Linked DNA regions of Mus musculus: region 1 is linked to region 2. Evidence: chromatin contacts called from public HiChIP or PLAC-seq data. All regions are on one chromosome and are shown on one strand. The core of a region is the stretch at or near the end of the contact, and the rest is flanking DNA. Distances in the headings are between cores, read along the strand shown.

Region 1 (7,693 bases), core at 2,123-4,622, 1.3 Mb before region 2:
TGAACTCAGAGTGCTGGGATTAGAGAAGTGCACCACCCTGTCCATGTCCAGCTCAGATGCTGATTTCTGTGCCCAGAGTTCTGGTGACAGTCAGGATATCAGCATTGCCATGATTACTGAAGCATCTCTATTGTGTATAGAATGCTTTCCAATTATCTCTGATTGGTTAATCAAGAGCTGATCAACCTATGATTGGGCAGAGGGGATAGGAAGGCTGAACTCTGATCCCAGCCAGGGGTCCCAGGTAGAAAGGAAGAGAGAGAAGAGGTGGTCAGGAAGAGGGCCCAGGAGTAGTGACGAGCAGGTTGTCAAAGGATTCTCCATGAGGTCACAATGAGAGGTCACCCATAAGGACCCATGGATAGAGTGAGCCAGGGCAAGGCCAGACGGCAAGCAATGGGGCATTGATCTGGTCATTAGCTGCCTTAGAGGGTTAGAATAGCTCAAAACGTGCTCAGTTTAGACTTGCAGCTTATCAATAAAAATACAGGTCTTGGACTGGAGAGATGGCTTAGAGCATTGGCTGCTCTTCCAAAGGTCTTGAGTTCAATTCCCAGCAACCACATGGTGGCTCATAACTATCTATAATAAGGTCTGGTACCCTTTTCTGGCTGTGCAGGCATATATGCAGGCAGAACGTTGGATAAATGAATCTAAACAACAACAACAACAACAACAACAACCAAAACACCAAACCAAACCAAACCAAAACCCAGGTCTCTGTGTCAATTATTTTGGAGCTAGAATGGGAACAGATAAGGCTACCTGCGTGAATTACAGACATCAGGACTGTGCGTCGCTCTAGGTGACTCTGCCTTCATCTAGCCTTTGACTTTATTCTGAGGGAGGAGACTTACCACAGCCCCTGGGTGGACCCCGAAGCCGCACCGTCTATGTGGGTGATACATGGTTGGTGTGACATACTTCTGGTACTTCAAAGGGAGCCACTCTATGTTTATCGAGGTGTGGGGCATCCATGGACATATATATCAAAGTCATACCAGGTAAAACGGGACCAAGAATTTACCAGACACATGTGACCAAGGATCGCATAAGAATCTCATAAACTGATGGACACTGTGGGGTAATGGCCCCATGCCTACTCATCACCTGGTGTGTGTGTCAAGGACCAACAAGCCGAGGACTCCCTAGCTGTCTCTGGTGCATGGGCTCAGTTCCGTTCCCCTCTCGGACACTGCCTATTAGATTGGTTGTCAATCCACTTGTTTGTCCATCTGGTCCAGGATTTGAATCTCCATTTCCCTATTGCATTCCCAGCTTGGTCTGTAGCTTACGTTTTTCTCAACCCTATTTTTAATAACAGTTCTTAAATGCTCTAACCTCCCATCTAGCTCATCACCCGCCAGAGGTGGTGTCTCTATGGAGTCAGGACAAACGGAGCTCAGCTACGAAATGTAAGGCGATGACCTGCGTGTTGTTAGCAAAGAATCCCTCATCACACGTCCTTTCAGGTGCTTGCTTTAGCAGAACATCCTTTCACCTGTGTCTGCTTCAGGAAAACCCTCCTCCATGTGTTTGCCCCAGTGAAACACCATCTGATACAACTGACTTTCCAAAGAAACCAAAAGTTTCCACTTCATTGGTCTTTCACCTTGTGGCAGAAGGCAGCAACTTCACCTTCTAACCCTGACCCCATCAGCCCCAAACTGTCCCTTTCTGGTTCATTATCTTCCCAATGCAGACTCTTTCTCAGCTCCCCAAACCCCTTGAATGGTGTGACAGCCTCTTTAACTTGTATCTGTTCTGTAGATCCTCTATAGTGCATACAGTCATATAGGTGCATTCTTGGTGTGCTGTGTGATGTGAAAGACAATGTCAGGCTTCTGAGGTTGGCGGATTGTGCCACAAATTGCTGTCACTGACATATTGGACTTTGTGAATTCATTGCTATTTGGTAACTTCTGACATTGTAGAAAGACACCAGTATATTTGCCTAGGTTTCTGTCATAGTACAGGACACAGGTCTTTACTCCTTGCTGCCCAGACTGATGTGGTCTAGAGCAGAGTATTGCATGATGGGAGCTGGTGGGCTGAGGGTCCAGGTAACTGAGGAGTGAGCTGTGAGCCACTCCAGCTGGTTGAGTGACTAAGGAATCCTTAACAGTGGGAGGATCTGGAGTTGAAGGGTCGGATGTTGTGTGTGTGTGTGTGTGTGTGTGTGTGTGTGTGTCAGGACCAGCCATTTAATCCCATGTGACCAGGGTGGAGCTGAATAGGGTAAGTCAAGAGGACAAGGACATGCATGTTGGGCTTGTGGGACCCTCTGAGACTCCTGGATCCCAGCTTTAGGGATCCACAGGAGTCAGGGGCTAGAATCCAAAATGGCTGATGTGAAATTTGTTGGAGTGCCCAGGGCTCAGGCCTTTTGGTATGTTTCCGAGGGACTCTGAGAATCTTAATCATGTCAGCATCCGTTGTCTGTGACCAAAGGAGGGAGCTCTTAGTCACCTCCTGAATGCAGTCATAGCACAGGGAAGGCAGAGGCAGGAGGACCAGGAGTCCAACATCAACCTGGGCTACATTGTGAGTCCTTGTCTCAAACAAAACAGAGCACAAAACACCAACCCTCCCCCCTACCCCCCGAGTCACTACATTAAAAAACAAACTGGAAGAAATATCTGAGTTTCATTCTGCCACTCTTCCCAGAGCTCTCTAGTGGGGACACGGTGGTAGCCTTTGGCAAAGGTGAAAACAGGATTTTCCTGGCCTGCTCTGTCCTCAGCCCTGCCTCAGGGCCTTTGCAGAGCTGGTCTCTTACCCTGACATGGTCATCTTTTTCAGGCTGGTTCATACCAGAACAATCTATTAAATTTATTGTTTAGCTTCTTTCCCCACCCCAAGAACACCCGCCCTTTACCAGTCTGTTCCTGTTCTATTCACGCCACTCTGAACAGAATCTGGGATGTATCAGGTGCTCAGTACATGTTTGCTGATGAAGGAAAGCTGGTGCCAATGAGCACCCGACTGAGTTGGGGACATGCCGTCCACAACCCTGGGCTCTGTGGAAATGAGGCTTTGCTCCCCTCATCCATGTTCCTTCAGGTGTCCTGTTTGCAGTCCTGGATCCCTAGGGCCTGCTCTGGCCCCGTGGCCCAGCTCAGCCGACTCCCTGGGGACCTGTTCGGCTGATACTGGAGTCTTTCCTGGACCATCCAGCCACCTGGCTGACACTTGATCTCAGCTCCACTTCCAGGCCAGCGTCCGGCCGACCAGCTTGGCTCTGGCCAGGCCCTGAGATCCTTGCTTAGGGGACAAGGGGCCGTCTGTGTGGTGGGGAGGGTGTGGTGAGGCCAGGCTTCTGCCAACACCAGCTGAGCTGTGAGGATTGGGGACAGTGCCTGGCTTGTGGCACCAGAGTAGCAGGACACAGGAACCCACACGAGGTCCTGTTCACCATGGGGACCCTCAGCTGCGACCCAGAGGCTAGGCTGACCACAGTACCCCTGGCCCGGCGGGTGGCTGATGGACACATTCCGGAGACCGGGCTGAGAAAATCCTGTGGAATTGCCACCTTGGAGAATGGTTTGTGCTGGCCTTGGGGAGGGCTCCTTCTGTCTCCCTACTGGGGCTCCTGGGCTATTTAGTAGAGGCATTATCTGTAGGCAGGCCCATATGTCCCCTGTGGGATCTGCTGGCCCTCTAGGGGGACAGGATGAACACAGTGTAGCAGAACCTGAGGGAGGGAGTTAGAGGAATGGTGCATGTGGGGGACTGCAGAGCCATGGAGTGTGTGAAGGGGCTGAGGCTGGGTGTCGAGGGGTGGCATTTGTACAGGCTGCAGGCTGCAGCCTCAGTTTCCCATCCTACAATGGACAGTGGGGACAGATCTATACCATGTTCCATCTCCCCATCTCTGAGGTGGTGTTTCTCTGTGACTGGCCTCAGTTTCCCCTCTAGAACAATCTCTCTGTCCTGGGCTCACTTTCCCTGTTCACCCACACAACCCGTGATCTCTCTACTCTGACTTCAGTTTCCCTCTCTTGATGGTGTCTATGACTCTGGCCTCAGTTTCTCTAGCTGCAGTGGTCTCTACACTCTGGCCCTGGTTTCCTCTCTTGCGATGGTCTCTCTGCTCTGGCTTGTTTTCCACTCATGGTAGCTTCTCTGTTCCTAGTCTCAGTTTCCCCACCAGGGATGGTTCTTGCTCCCAGCCTCTTTCTATTCTGTGTTAGCCTATCTTCCAGGGCCTCTGTTTTCCAAGTCTCCACACTCGCAATGATTCATGATTAGCTCACAATTCGGGTGTCACCGAGTCCTTCTGGACATTTTCTCTACTCAGACATAGAGGTGGTTAGGGTGCAGGGTGGGACTCTACCTAGCCCCTCTGGGTTTCAAGCACTACCCCTGATCTGGTCTTTGGGTCTCAGGCTCCGGACCTGGCTTGTATGTTCTTCCGTCCACCGTTGGCTATGTCAATCACGATTGTACCAAGGCAGCCAGTCCTGCCTACTCCCTCGCTCGGAGGCCCAGTGAAGGTAAGACCAGCTAAGGGGTACAGGGTACCTCCCCAAGCCTCCAGAGTCTCTCTTAAGTAAGCCTCAGAGTGAGGTGAGCCAGACAGGGCAGGCGGGGCCACATCTGGAAAGCCTTCTCATGCAGTTCAGGCTGACTTTGAACTCCTGATCTTCCTGCCGCCACCCACCCCACCCACATAACACACCCAGTTCTGGGACCACAACATCTGGTCAGATACCTGATGTGTCAACCAGTATTGGGTGGCTAGGGTGCAGGATGGGTAGAACACTTGCCTACAGTGTGTAAAGCTTTGGGCTTGATTTAGAAGAAGAAGAAAGCCATAGTCCTGCTTGGTGTCCAGAACGTATCAGATAAAATGTACAAACACATTTGTTATCCTGAGCATGGGGCGGTCTTTAGTGGCAGGCAGAGGAGCTGGTGAGCATGCCCTGGGGCCTCCCCCTGACCTCTGACCTTCTACAGTGTGTGACATCTAAGCCCCACAGCCAGCCTTGTGTTCTCAGTGATGCTGGCTGAACAGACCAGCCAACATCTCAGTGCCTGGTCCTAAAGGTGCTCTGAGGCCCCATTGGGCTGGACGGAGGCTGTCTGGGCTAGGGGCTGCTGTAGACACTTAGAGGCCATGAGACAGAAGCCTGGGGAATCTACTGAGACTCTAACCAAGCTGGGTCAGGTAAGGGCCCAGAGTGGGCAGTGGGATCTGGGCTCAGTAAGGTGAGATCCTGGTGGGATAGGGCTGGATAGACGTACATACATAAAACCTCCTTTAGAGACACATATAATTAAAAAAAAAGTGTTTGCTGGGCAGTGAACACCTTTTAGTACCAGCAATCAGGAGAGAGAGGCAGGTAGATCTCTGAGTTCAAGGCCAGCCTGGTCTACATAGTGAACCAGCCAGAGACACATAATAGAGAGACTCTGCCCATCCCCCTAAACAAAACAAAACAAAACAAAACAAAACAAAACATAAACATAACAAAACATAACAAAACAAAAATATATTTTAAAAATGTTTGGTAAAGAAGATCCTAGGAGAAGGATACACCAGGTGCAGCCTGCAGGTTGGGGTGGGACACATCTTGATGGGCAAGCTGGGTTTTCTTACTACAGGGCTGTGTGGGAAAATGGGTAGTTAGTCCATGCAAGCTGAGGTGCTGAGGGACAGGCGTCTTCTTGTGTGTGACCCAGCGCATACTGGTGACTGTGACCCAACACCCCTCCTATCCTGCCAGTCATTTAGACTAGCTCTGAGCTAGAGAAGGGCTGGAAACAAATTCTTGTCAGTCAAACGGAGGTGTGGGGTGTTTCTGAGGGTCATTGCTTAACATTAGTGACCACCATAGAGGTGGTGGGGTGGCTACTGTGTGTTCAAACCCTGCTTGTGTGTCTTTGCACAGAAGCCTACACCTAGGTGGTACCTATGCACATCCTTAGACTCACTGAGGCTTTGAGAGAGACTCAGCATGGGCCCACCAACACTCTCCATGCCTACTGAACTCATGTTTGCCCTCAACATGCTAGTGTGCCTAAAGTTCAACAACCAGTGATCAGGCCAGACATGGTGGGCTGGAAGCATAGTCAGGGCGAGAGCCAAAGTAATTTGTGAGGGCATGGGCTCCATGTCCACACAAACATGGTGACCAGCTGTGGCATCAGTAACCTCTTCCTTCCCTGTTGATGTGAAAATGTGGGTCAGGCAGGCTGATCCGCCTCAAGGGTGATTGAAGGTGACACCCTGTGAGCCCAGGTCCTGCTGGGATTGGCATGCCCCACCACAGTCCCCCTGCTTGATCAGCACTTCTGAGGCTGTGGCCCCAGGCTGAGATGCTTCAGGCTCTCGGGAGGCTCTGGGTCTTTTGGGTCGGATCCGGGGAGGCCTTACCTCAGGGTACCTTTGGGACTCTGGCTCCTTTTCCCAGCACCTCTCCAGGATTCCAGCCCAGGACCTGTCTACTTCTTGGACCCGAAAGTTACTCGCTTTGGCCGTAGCTGTCCCCCTGCCTACTCCATGCAGGGCCGGGCCAAGGTCAGAGGTGAGTATGTGATGTGTGTGCTGAGAAACAGCCTCTTGGGAGCTTGGGGAACACTCCTCTCCTGCACCACTGAGCTCTGAGAACGAATGTGTTTGCAGTGATAAAAACCTTTGGATTTTTCAGATGAACAGTCATAACTCCAGTCCTCAGGCCTTGCGCTGAGGTGACAATGTGGCAACCCCTCTCCCCCAGCTGAAGGGCAGGGAGGCCTGGTTTCCTCCCCTTTTGCTAACAACCCTGCTGGGTGGTTCTGGGGGGATTGTTCAGATACTCGATTTTATTCTCTGCCATGTTATTAATCCTCTTATCTACCAATTTATTAATCCATCCACACACTCACCAATTCATATACTCATCCATCCATCTATCAATCCACTCACCATCTATCTATGCAGTCATTCATCTACCCACCTATCCATCCATCTACCCATCCACCAACCTACCCAACCCACCCACCCATCCATCTGCCCACCCATCCACCCATCTATCCATCCACCCATCCACCCAACCATCCATCCATCCACCCACCCACCCATCCATCCACCCACCCACCCATCTACCCATCCATCCACCCACCCACCCATCCATCCACCCATCCATCCATCCATCCATCCATCCATCCATCCATCCATCCGTCCACCCGTCCATCCATCCGTCCATCCATCCACCCACCCGTCCACCCACCCACCCATCCACCCATCCATCTACCCGTCCATCCATCCATCCACCCATCCATCCACCCACCCACCCATCCATCCACCCATCCATCCATCCACCCATCCATCCATCCACCCATCCATCCACCCACCCATCCACCCACGCATCCACCCACCCATCCACCCACCCACCCGTCCACCCACCCGTCCACCCACCCGTCCACCCACCCATCCATCCACCCATCCATCCACCTACCCGTCCATCCACCCGTCCATCCACCCATCCACCCACCCATCCATCCACCCATCTATCCACCCACCCATCCACCCACCCATCCACCCATCCATCCATCCATCCACCCACCCATCCACCCACCCACCCACCCACCCGTCCATCCACCCGTCCATCCATCCATCCATCCATCCATCCACCCATCCATCCATCCACCCACCCATCCACCCACCCACCCACCCATCCATCCACCCACCCATCCATCCACCCACCCA
Region 2 (7,160 bases), core at 2,345-4,844:
AGAGAAAGGAATTGGGTTTGTGAGATTCCTGTCCATTCTGAGCCTGGCAGATTTCTCTGTGACCCATTCCTTTGGTAGGGGTAGGCTGTCTATATATCTTTGGAAATTATGAAAGTCAGGATACTGAAGAAATGTTGAAGTGCCTGCTTCAGAGGTGACTGGAGTTTCTCCATTTTGAATCCAATTGATTGCCAAGACTGAAAGTCTCTCAATCTCTCTCTCTCTCTCTCTCTCTCTCTCTCTCTCTCTCTCTCTCTCTCTCTCTCTCTCTCTTTTCCTTTTTCAAGAAAGGGTTTCTCTGTGTAGCCCTGGCAGTCCCAGAACTCACTCTATGATCAAGCTGGCCTCGAACTCAAGAGATTCTCCTGCCTCTGCCTCCCAAGTGCTGGGGTCAAAGGCGTGTGCCACTAACCTGGAGACTTGTGTTATTAAAAAGTCACGGATATGACTTTGGCCATGTATTCCCAACTCATATTATTTGAAAGTGTTTCTTTGAGATAAGTTCTCCCTCACTCTGTAGTAGACTGTTCTCAAACTTGAAGCAATCCCCCTGCCTCACCCTCTTTAGTACTGGGATTGAAGACCTGGGCCACCTTAGTGCCTGACACATTTAAAAGCTTTCTAAGGAACCCTCTTTGTTTCTTTTTCTCTGTCTGTCCCTGACTCTGTCTCTGTCTCTCCCTCCCTGCCCCTTTTCTTTTTGAGACAGGGGATAATCCATCTCCTAGTGGCTAGTGCTAAGTTTTTGTCTCTGTGTAGCCTTGGCTGTCCTGCAACTTGCTCTGTAGTCCAGACTGGTCTCAAACTCACCTCAAATTCAGACTGGCCTCAAACTCACCTACCTCTTTGTCCTGAATGTTGGAGGAGGACCAGGTGGGATCACAGGCTTAGAAGATCAAAACATAGGCCAAAAGGGTCCAAGAAATCCTTTCTGAGCTAGCTAGAACAGATGGGAGTTGCCTGTGTATTTACTGTAAACAGAATCTATAATCTCCATTGTGAAATCCACTAAGTTATGGGGTCACTGATGGGAAAGGAGTTTGATTAAACCCAAACGTTATACTTCAGCCTTAAGTGTTATTTTAACCCTTTTGTTTGAAATACTTGAAAAGGAGTCTTGTACAGTTTTAGTGGGAGAGGATGTGTTTTTGTGCCCAGTCCTGCTGTGACTTGATATGTCAGGGTGGGTTGGCACCCACCTCTTCTTAGAGAAGGGGAGGGGGTGGGCGGAAGAACTGTATGAGGAAGGACTGGGAGGAGGGGGGCTGCCATTGGGATGTAAATTAGTGTGTGTGTGGGGGGGGAGGGAAGGAGCCTTGGCTCAATGTAGGTAATCTTTATAGCAAAGTCTGCTGAGATGCAGCTTTCAGCTCATAAACATCAACCCCTCTGGATAAGGGGTTGTTCTCCCTTCCCATGCTTAAACTTTCCCCATTTCTCTTTTCTGTCAGCTCAGCCTCTGCCTTCCAGACAGCTTGGCTGAGTCATGCAGCCTCTTCAACTCTTCTGTAGCCACCCTGTCACCTGTTAAAGGAGTCTAGTGGTGTGATGAGTTATTAAAGTTAGTAATTAAGATCGTGTTGGAGTGAAAGAACCTGTTTGCTGGTGGTCACAGCAGCTTATGTAGTTGAAGAGAGCTGGGGATTTATTACTCAGTAAATTGTGACATTATGGGAAGGCACATACTTTCCTGTCTGTTACTGCCCTAGAACAGGAGATCCTGCCCAGAACAGAAGCTTTTACAGGTAGGCAGCTCGCCCTGTGGTATATGGCCTAAGTCGTTTTCAAGTGAACTTGGAAAATAGGGCTTGGATCCCAAGGCCTGAGCAGGCAAGAGGCCACACAGGTTTCAAGTGGTGTGCAGATGGCCTGGTCCTGATGCAGCATCTGAGCCTGCACAGTCCTTCTTGGCCTGTTTTAGGATCAGTCCCTTGCCTGGTGAGGGAAGGAGACTCAGGTGGCTGTTGGTCCTCAGATCCGATGACTCACTATGGACGGAACAGGCTTCTTAGAGAAGAGGGTCCTGACCTTCTTCTGACCCAAGGCTGACCCTAGGAAGACCCTGGACTAGGTTAATTGAGGTTTCCTCCTGGATTGGTTGTGGATACAATGTTGCTAGTCAGTTGCCAACTATAAATAAATCAAAGGGTACAGCACGTGGGAGTGAAAAGCGATCCTGGTGCCTTACCAGGCACTGGGGACAATCCTACAGGATTCCAGGATGGGATCCTTACTTGGGGGCAGGATGGGGTGTGTGTTGGGAGTGGGGTCCAGGAGGATAAGGGAAATGGGGTCTAATTAATTGGCGGGGAACCCCCAAATTTCCAGGCGTCCCCAGGAGGACTCAGAAGGAAGGGGAGTCTAACCTGAGCCATCAAAACATCCTGGGTCTCAAGGGGACCTCCGGGACTGGGAAGGGGTCTAGGCTGAGGCTCAGAATGATTTCAGGAGGCTGAACGGAGGCAAATCCAGGCTGGGCCTAGGAATATTCCAGTTCTTGGGGGAGGCAACCCAGGAGGACTCCAGGGAACCATCGGGGGTCCAAGTACGGCCCAGGAACACCCCGAAGAACTTCAGGGGGACAAGGGGATCCAGGCTGGGCCCAGGAACACCGCAGTACCCCAGAAGGACTTCAGTGGGCTAAAAGAGGGGATTCAAGCTGGGCCCAGGAACACCCCAGTGGGACTCCGGAGGACCGCAGGCAGCTGAAAGGGAGTCGGACTGGGTCTAGGAACATCCCGCTGGCCAGGGAGGGTGGAGGCTGCTCCCGCGGGGCGCGCCTCGCGTCCCCTCCCCCGCTTGCTGTCCGTTGGCCGAGGCGGTCGCCGCTGCGCCGCGGGCCGCGACTCCTCCCCCGCGCGTCGGTCCGCGCGTGTCCCCGCGTCCCCGCGCCTGGCGTCCCGCGCCGGCGGAACTGTGGGATCGCCGCGCACAGGAAGTGGCGGCGGCGCCGAGGCGGAGGGCGGCGATGGGGGCCCGGGGCGGCGGGCGCCGCACTCGCTGAGGCCCCGACGCAGGGCCGGGCCGGGCCCAGGCCGCGCGCGCCCGACGCGAGAACCGCGACCAGCAGGTGGAGTGCAGGTGAGCCGCGCCGAGCCCGGCCGAGCCGCCGGAGGTCGTCCCCCGCCCGCGGTCGCCGGGCCCCGCCGCAGTGGCCGGCTGCGCTCCGCGGGGCGCGCGGCCTGGAGAGCGCGGCGCCTGGAGGCTCCGGGTCCCGCCCGGCCCCTGTGCGGCCTGCCCGGCCCGCCGGTGCTGTGCGGGGTGCGCGGCGGCCTGGGGATGCGGGCGATCGGGTAGAGATGGGGATGCGGGGCCCGACGAGAGGGCCTGGGCGGCCTTGGGGCCCCTCTCCGGGGGGAACCTTGCTCGGCTCCCGGCTCCTCGCTCTGGGGGAGCCCCCCATGCCTGATTTCGGGGCCCTGTGGGCTAGTTTCACTTTTTTGCTTGCTCAACGCGGAGGGAGGGCTGCAGGTGGGACGCCCTGGAGGAAGGTGCGAGGGCTCGGTTGTTGTTGTTTTTTTTTTTTCTTGACTTTGGCGTTTGAGACCAAAGGCCGACTGTGAATTTCCACGTTTCACTCAGGCGCTGGGGTCATTCAGTAACCAGAGCCTCTGGAGGAAAACACCTGTCCACGGTGGGCCTGGAGCCCCGGAGCAGTTGACCCCAGGTACCTACGACAGGAGGATTGTGAACACTTAAGCTGGGTGGAAAATATATTCAGGTTTCCTTTTTAACTTCGAGAGAAGTTTAGGGGCACAGGGAAATGATTTTAGAAATGGCCTTTCAAACCTAACTTTTTAAAGCAGTGTGGAAAGTCTTCTCTAAGAGAATACTTAAGAGACTGGGTTCTTCTTCCTGGGAAACGAGAAGGCTACTTGGATTTGAGACAGATTGGAATGACTCGTCCAGAGCCAAGATCTTGGATTCTGGGATTGGACACAGGGTGCCGGTTGGGGGTGCTGGGTTGGTGGCTGTTGGAACTGAGTGGAAGCAGCTCTTTCTGCTTCGATGACATTGGGAAATGGACTGTGCCCCTTTCAAAGGGGTCTCTGTGCACTTTGATCACTCCCTTACTGTCCCTTCCCCTTATTAGGTAAGCAGGACTCCTTCCAACTTTAGGATTTAGCCTATAAGATTGATTCCTAGTATCACACTCTGTGCTTTGTAATTACGTTGTTTCCAAAGGCAGTTACATGCAATGGCTTTGCCAGCCTCTCTTTGGTCTTGGTGGCATGTGCTCCTCAGCATGGCTATGTTCAGCAGGTGGATGTCAGCTGGATGTCTGACCTAACTCAGTCTGGACCTACTGGAGGCCTTGTGTGTGGCCCCCACCTGCTCTTATCTGTACAGCAGCAGGGCAGAAGGTCTAGGTCTTAGAAGTTGCCTGTGGAATTGGTGGGAAGTGGGTTAAATACAGTGTCTCCTAGGGAAGGAAGATGGGAGGGATGCTGGAAATGAAGGGAGGTCTCTGTCTCACCCTAAGCTGCTCCCAGATAACAGGCCCAGCACCTGGGAAGGACAGTGCCTGTGTGTTCTAGGGGACTGGGGAAACTGAACAGAAAGTAACTGATCTACTTCAGAAGTTACAAAAGGAGCATCTACTGCAGTAGAGGAGTTGTTTACTTCTTTTCTGGGGCATATAGCTGCGACTCTGTGCTAACAGACTCTGAAACACACTGGGGTCTGAGGAGCAAGGCTAGCCACTTGTCCTGGATTATGTCACAAATCTCCACAGCCAGAATTTAAATGAAGAGCAAAGGGACTCTGATTTCCTCCAGCCCAGTCAGGGTAGTAAAAATCTGTATACATCTGTCTCTGGCCCACTTGGAGGCAGGTAGGGCATAGTAAGATCTTTGTATAGTATGGGATGAGCAAAGATGGAAGTTTATTGTTGTTTCAGGAGTTAGAATGGCATCGTTAATCCAAGCTCACTCCTAACAAGTTGGTGCTGGTTAACTGGTCCAGCCTCTCAGAGGATGGAGCTGGTACCAACTGTGTGTGTTCCCTTCTCCGACGGCTTTGCAGTGTCACTGCTTTTTCAGATCCAGTGCTGGACCCTTGGCATCCCCTACTCTCTCTCTTGCCAGAGCAATGGCTGCTTTCCCTGCATTCCTTGTGTGTACCCCACACTACTTTCCCTTCTCTCAAACGCTGACAGACTCTGAACCACATTTTGGCCTTTGCATACCTCTGTGATGTTTCCCATCTCATTCTGTGGGTGGCGAGGTTTGAACAGCTTGTCTCTGGGTGTGACCGGCCACATTAGGCCAGCGGCATCTTGCTGACTCGTCTGACATGAGCCCCGTAGCTGCTTAGTCTTCTCATTAAGAAGTTTCTGCTGCTCTAGGGCTGGGCTGAGTTCTGTCAAACATTTACTTAGGGACTCGGACTCCATGGGGGTTTGTCCTCATCCATTAACCGAAGAGCACTGGGACCATATAAATGATTTTCCCCTGATTTGTAAAGTGAGTAACTGGACAATGGGTCACTCCTAGAACGACCTCATAGTGACTGCAGGGTTAATTTGAGCGTATTAACCTCACGATGCTTTGTTTCAGGCGGTTGCAATAGCGGTTCTTCTTTGGACAGTCTTGCTGCTTTGTTTAGAGTCCGGCATGTTCTGATCTTGTTTGTCAGCCAAAGTCCAGCAGTGTACACTTGTCACCTGGGCATATCTGTACTTAGTTGTAGGGATGGAGAGACAGGCTGATGAGGTACGTGGGTCTTGCTGTACCTGTGACTGGCTACTGGACTAGTTGGGTGCCTTGCCATGGCTACCTCTCTTCCTCACATGTGGATGGGAGACACACAGGCAGGATATGTTTTAGATGTTAGTAGGGGTGAGTGGAGGCACACTTAAGTCTTTCAGGTTATGACAGGCAGAAGCCTCCCTCCTGGCTGGAGTGCTTCACATCACTTAGGATAATAAGCCGAAGAAGCTAGGTGCTCTCAATTGGATCAGGGTGCCAGTGGCCCAAAGGCCCAAAGAGAGCCCAAAGGTCCCTCTGTGACCCAGGAACCATGCATCATTAATGGGCAGTGTCTCCATTCCTTTTGGGAAGTTGAGGTGAGAGCTATAATAAAAGACAGTGGCAGTGGGTGTAGAGTAGTGTGGTAGAGAGCTGTTGCAGGACACAGGCTCTCCCAGCTGCTGCTGGTTCTCTGTCTCCCTGTCTCTGCTGGCCCTCTGTCTCCCTGTCTCTGCTGGCTGGCTAAGGGTGCTCTTCCTCTAACAATTTGCTGACTGGAGCATTCAATAGTATATGCTGATATTACATTCATCCCTGCTTTAAAAACAAGTTTATTTATTTAGTGTGCATGTGTACCTGTGTGGGTATGCATATGGTTGGGGCTTTGTGTTCAGAGGTCAACATTGGCTGGCTTCCTTCATTGCTCTCCACTTTATTCTTAATTATTTTAAAGAAAGATTTGTTTTTATTTTAGGTGTGTGAGTGTTTTGCCTGCATGTATGTGATGACACTATACACTTGTCCTGGTATTGGAGGAAGCCAGAAGAGGGTTCTAGATCTCCTGAAGCCAGAAGAGGGTTCTAGATCTCCTGAAGCCAGAAGAGGGTTCTAGATCTCCTGAAGCCAGAAGAGGGTTCTAGATCTCCTGAAGCCAGAAGAGGGTTCTAGATCTCCTGAAACCAGAGTAACAGATTACTGTGAGCCACCACGTGGGTGCTGGGAGTCGAATGGCCCTCTAGAAGAGCAGCCAGTGCCCACTCTTAACCTTTTAACCACCTCCCCAGCCCCCTCCTATTTTTTAAAGATTTCTTTCCCCACTGACCAGGTGTGTGTGCATGTGCCTGCACGCTGTGTGTCCAGTACCTCTGCAAGCCAGAAGTGGTTGCCAGACCTCTCTGCCTTGGAGCTGGAGTCACAGGTGGTTGTGAGTCACCCGTGGCTGCTGGACACTGAATTTGCGTCCTCTGTAAGGGCAGCAAGCACTTTTAACTGCTAAGCAGCCTCTCCAGCACTGGGATTACAGGTCTGAGCTGCTGCACTGGGCTCCCTTATGTGGGTCCTCATGCCATGTGGCATCCTCCAGCCCCTGCCTCTGCTTTGCGTATCTCATTGCTGTAGAGAATGCCGTCACCGTGTCAGTTTTATATATACACACTCTCACAGAGTCATGTGCAGGTGATCCAGTCAGGC

Evidence for each region. HiChIP or PLAC-seq counts read pairs in DNA pulled down with a chosen protein or histone mark.
Region 1: an H3K27ac HiChIP or PLAC-seq map of embryonic stem cells shows a contact between it and region 2, with 5 times the contacts expected there. The contact joins the promoter of Odf3l2 here to the promoter of Agpat3 in region 2. A contact is called at or near these places in 2 of 39 promoter capture datasets (cranial neural crest and frontonasal cranial neural crest), 2 of 115 datasets of contacts at active chromatin or transcription factors (embryonic forebrain and embryonic stem cells) and 1 of 9 other capture datasets (embryonic stem cells).

What each region holds. Positions count from the first base shown.
Region 1 is chr10:79,641,417-79,649,109 of GRCm38.p6, reverse strand. Odf3l2 (outer dense fiber of sperm tails 3-like 2) reads left to right here and starts at 3,372. Exons shown (of 4, transcript NM_001033473.2): 1 at 3,372-3,543; 2 at 4,389-4,496; 3 at 6,417-6,530. The coding sequence starts at 3,417.
Region 2 is chr10:78,348,134-78,355,293 of GRCm38.p6, reverse strand. Agpat3 (1-acylglycerol-3-phosphate O-acyltransferase 3) reads left to right here and starts at 3,594. Exons shown (of 10, transcript NM_053014.3): 1 at 3,594-3,667. Gm40709 (a long non-coding RNA gene) reads right to left here and starts at 2,811. Exons shown (of 3, transcript XR_871856.3): 1 at 2,367-2,811; 2 at 1,687-2,130.